Linked DNA regions of Siniperca chuatsi: region 2 is linked to region 1. The links are chromatin contacts, called in public Hi-C maps. All regions are on one chromosome and are shown on one strand. The core of a region is the stretch at or near the end of the contact, and the rest is flanking DNA. Distances in the headings are between cores, read along the strand shown.

Evidence for each region. Hi-C and Micro-C count contacts between places; a contact is called where the count stands out from the background.
Region 2: a Hi-C map of liver shows a contact between it and region 1, with 3 times the contacts expected there. The contact joins two enhancer-like sites. A contact is called at or near these places in 3 of 3 Hi-C or Micro-C datasets (liver, skeletal muscle and an unstated tissue).

What each region holds. Positions count from the first base shown.
Region 1 is chrLG18:14,398,719-14,401,269 of ASM2008510v1, forward strand. No RefSeq gene overlaps it. Among protein-coding and RNA genes, the nearest start is that of fgf10a, 33 kb to the right of the region's middle. Within about 2 kb of position 1,288, the one cell type or tissue checked has an H3K27ac peak away from gene starts, as active enhancers do. A contact at or near this core is called in liver, where this site is marked.
Region 2 is chrLG18:14,511,646-14,514,196 of ASM2008510v1, forward strand. nnt (NAD(P) transhydrogenase, mitochondrial) reads right to left here. Exons shown (of 21, transcript XM_044175219.1): 16 at 2,074-2,253; 17 at 1,576-1,735. Among protein-coding and RNA genes, the nearest start is that of ccdc80l2, 25 kb to the right of the region's middle. Within about 2 kb of position 1,271, the one cell type or tissue checked has an H3K27ac peak away from gene starts, as active enhancers do. A contact at or near this core is called in liver, where this site is marked.

The DNA of each region.
Region 1 (2,551 bases), core at 38-2,537:
GTGTGTCTGTTTTTTTGTTTCCCATCTCTAAAATATCAAAATGTGTGAAAATGACCACATTATATTTGAAACTGTAATAGAATTTCAGCATAAAATGGGAAGTGATTGAATGAAATACGTATTTTATTGTGTCATGCGTACAGCTACAGTATGCCCAGACTGCACAGGTTTATAAGCCAGATTCAGAACGCCACATACATTTTCAAACACAACACTGCCTTCTTTTCCAGGCTGTAGAGACGTAGTTGGCAAACTTAAAAGACATCACACAATCTATTTTCCTACTGAATATTTTTTATATGCCAACCTCAATGGCCACAAAGAACAATGCCAGTTCTTTACTGTGCAACTAAAGATCTTTGGCTTCTAGATAAACAAGATATAACATATGATTCAGGGCTTTACGTCAGATGGAGATTAAATGTTCAGTATCATTAAACCTTTGCTAGCAAAGACAGAAGCTGTTCCTCTATTAGCCCAGAATGGGCCACAATGTTTCTTTCAATAGTTCATTCAAGAGTCATTGTAAAATTAAAAACATACTTATGTTCAAGTGTTTAGTGAAGTGCAAGAGCAGGAAAAGAAAGACTGAACAGGCGATAAATGACCACTAGATGGCAGCCTTTGCCAAAATTGGAGCTCTCACCTCTCAGCTCACACAATTTATCGATGGGTGACATATTAAAGGAAAAAACTGAATAAATTACATGAAATGAAATGAAACATAAGAAACGTAACGGTTTGATGAGTATGAAAATGATGTGAATTATTCACTATGGCCTTCACAGTCACCATTTTGCTACCTAATTGAATTACTATGGGATATTTGGGACAGACATGTTAGAGACAAACTCTCATCATCACAACACCAAATGAAGGAATATTGTTTTTAAGAACAGTGTGTCACTCCAGTAGAGTTACAGAGACTTGTAGGATCTATGCAAAGGAACATTGAAGCTGTTCTGGTCCAACACCTTACTAAGTCACTTTATGTTGTTTTTCTTCTTTAATTAAACCCCATCTATACATATGTACACATGATATAGTGTATCTAATGTTCAGCAACATCTTCCAGAATCAGAGTAAGAAATATACACTTTGAGTTTGAAATACTGGGTGAATAAGAAAAATCAGATGCATTGTTTATCTTCCTGTTGGGTTGGGCACACCGTCCTCCCATGTCAACACTCTGTCCTCCCTCTATGTCCACTCAGCTTTGGCTCTCAGAAGTCCTGCCAGCCCAACTCTGGGTAATTTATCTGCCGTTCTGTTTCCTCTAACCGGTGGCACAACCACTTCGTTTCCTGCCCTGGCCCTGTGTTCTGCCCGCTGGTCAAACACACACACACACACACACACACACACACACACACATATGCACGCAAGAAAGCACACACATGCATACACACACACGTACACCTCTGCCTTTACACGACAACTTCCTGTCAATCTTGCTTCCCCACACGTTCTGCCCTCAGGCCTCGGGGGTTAGTGGAGAGAGATCTAGCGCTGTGATCCTAATCCAGCTAGGGCCCGTATTTGTCAAGCATCCCAGGCTGCAGTAAAATCTCAAACTCTGAATGGTGAATTGGCTAAACTGAAATATTACAATTTGTTGCTATTTGACAAGGATGTTAAAACATGGGACTATTTGACAGTAATTTCTGTTGGTTATTTAACTAAGATTAAATTGACCTTTCAGTGTTTTCCTTCAATGTCAAATTTCTTTAAATGGCTTTAAAGTTAGATCAAAATTTTGTCACACATATGTTCTTTATCTGCTTGTTCCAATGGACATAGAACTGAAACAATTAGCCAGTTAATCGATTATTGATGGAAAGAAAATTGTCAAAAGATTGGATAATCAAACCTTTTATTAAATCAAATTGGAGGCTTACACTGCACTGTAACTTTTAACTTTTAAACTTTTAATTTAAATGTCTTTATATTGCCTTATATTGCTTTTACATTTTGTCTTGATGCCTTTTATGTTTTATGTAAAGCACTTTGAATTGCCTTGCTGTTGAAATGTGCTATACAAATAAACTTGCCTTTTAAATCATCAGTCAAGCAAAATTGCAAAAAATCCACTGGTTGCTGCTATCCAAATGTGAAGCTTTTCATTATCTTATATGATCATAAATTAAATATCTATGGGTTTCGGACTGTTGGTCAATCAAGCAATTTAAGACGTTACCTTTGGCTCTGGGAAAATGTTGGACATTTTGCAGACAAAACGAATAACGTAATGATTTACTGAGAAAATAATCTGCAGATTAATCATTAGTTGCTGCCCTACTTCGAATCCATATTGTCCTGATTTAAATGCTCAAAACCAGATGTTGTGATTTGTATGACCGCACTATTACATCCAACGAGAATTCTAAATATCTTGCATGTAATTTGACATTTCTCTGTAATCCAGCATGATGTTTCTTATGTTTGCACACTTGTCGATCTGGACTAGAATTTAAAATAGAGCCTTTGTGATAATGACTTGCCACTGAGGCAGTAAAGTTTAAGGGGTTAATGGATTTGGCCCATATAATAC
Region 2 (2,551 bases), core at 21-2,520, 110 kb after region 1:
ACGGCTCCAATTAGGGAGAATGGTCAAAATGGAAACACGGGAACTGACTGAAAGCCGGTGCTGGGTAAAAACACTAGTCTGACTACTGACTACTATGGCAGAGAGAAGAATTATGCATTTGGATGGTTGTTCTGAAACTGATGTCATTAGCAAAAGGTAACCTATATACACCGGCTGATGTGATGTATGAACTTTTAATAAATATACATTAATTTTATTGTCTGTACAACAGTATATAAACTTTGCACTGATGTTTCATACAAATACCAAGTGTGTGACTTTCATGTACTGGTTTAGAGGCTTCGTGATGTCCTGACTGAACTTTAAAGCCTGGGTAACTGATGTCTCACTCAATTCATAAAATTACTTTGAAAAGGTTCTATTAAGATTTGTTTCTACTTATTCTGATCCTCATATTTCACTGGTTTATGTTTTTCTGTAATTCTTCAAAGAAATGTCTGGCATTTTATTATTTGTCTTGTCTTGGTGTGGTATTGTCTGCAGACCATTTTGAGAAAAAGCTTAAAAAAAAAAAAAAAAAAAAAAAACAATTTTAAAAACACATCATTTTTCATTTCCGCTCCGTAATTTCTCCCACTCCTTTCCAACTCAATAATGTTTTTGGCCTGTTTTCTGTTTTTCAGAATTTGTGTTAGTCTCACAAAAGAGAAAAAAAGATGGTTTATCTACATTGGATTCTGCTCCATGGATCACTTCTTTTTCACTTCTTCTCAACCACGTGACCACTTTAAGTTTGCAATTCTTGTAAATTGCAGAGGTTTCCTTTAAAGACTCAGTTTTTGTATATAGACACTCAGCACTTTGACTGTAATCACCAATTTGCAGGCTGGATGCCTTAGTCTGTGTTTACATGTACCCACGTGAGTAAAACAACTCTTTGGAACTGTGACTAGTTCACAACAGTCTGGCAAGATGTCTGAAATGTCACTGGGCCACACAATGATGATTTCAGGACAGCAGCACCAAGGACCATCATAATAGTTCATGTGGGAGGTTCAGACACACATTTATAGTCAAACATATAAAACATGTGAAACGAGAAAAAAAGCATGTAGCTGGAACAAGGGTTGGAACCTTCGCTCTAACCCCGAAAAAGGAACTAGAAGCCAATTTTGAACGTAGTATTTGAATTGTCAACAAAAACCCTCATACCCTCATTCCATCTAATTTTCCCTTGACCTTGCATATATATGCTGCACTGTAGAATGTCTATTTACCAGGGACTGACGACCACACAGAAACCTGAGAGTGTGTGTGTGTGTGTGTGTGTGTGTGTACGCATGTCTGCGTGTGTGTGTGTACGCATGTCTGCGTATGTGTGTGGCCGCTCTACCATGAATTGTCAATTAGCCTAGCAAAATGGTGATGTAACATGGGTCAAGAAAAGGTTAAATAAACAGAACACACACTTTGCTAATGCTAAAACAAAAAACAAACAAAAAACGACTGGCAAAGTCAAAGTACCATGTTTTTCCACTCATGTACAAGACCTCTGAAGTTTGTGAAGGGGTGTTTGCGTGTGTGTGTGTGCTTGTATTTGTGTGCGGGTCTTACCTGGAGTGATGATTATGCTCTGGGCCTCTTTAATCATGTCAACAGACTGATCCACGTTGACCTCTGTGTGTGTCCCTGTGATCTCCATGGGCTTTCCTCCACCGGTGGAAGACGTGCCGTAGCCTCCCAAGATCACATTAGCCAGTGAACGATTCATGGCCTGAGAGGGGAGAAAGATATTTTGTATTTCGTTTTTTTTATGGTTACATTATCTATTGCTTTCACTTCATTGTGACTGTGCATACCAAAATACGGCAATCAGAAGAAATTTGAAATGGATATTCCCTTAAAAACACACAAAATTTTATTCAGAACAGGGACTCTACTATGGTAAAGTTAGAGTCCCTCCTGGTGGACAAAAGAGGACCAACCACATGAAATAGTGTGCTAACCTACAAAACACATCATATACTTCACTTTAGAATGTCAAACAGTGCTGCTGAGACACAAGCACAACGATGTCTGTTCTTCTTTAAAGTGAGACTGAGCTCCACTCACCACACACATAATGTATGACAGAATGGCTCCAGACGATCCAATGAGCGCTCCCACGATGGTCAGCAGGTTGTTGTTGAGCAGGAAGCCCTCAGCACACAGGGCCCAGCCTGAGTAACTGTTCAGTACGGTGATTACCACCGGCATGTCTGCGCCTCCAATAGCTGCTGTCAGGGTTACACCCTAAAGGATAGAAGAAGAAAACAGGAGAGGAGTTTTATCCACCGCTGTAATCAGATTAGCCGTTTAATACAGTGAACGCCACAGCAGATGTGAGGACCAGCTATAAAGAAGAGACGTGATCTATAAAGGGAGAAGTGAAGATAATTTTTAAAAAGTATTAAATTCTTCTTCCATAACAACTGGAACTAGCTAGCTTAATGATGTACTGGTTGAACATCACTCACTAGGATGCCTTTTAAAAATAAAATAAAAAACCCAACCATTTCTCTTCCACTGGAAAACAGCCTTTCTAGCTTCA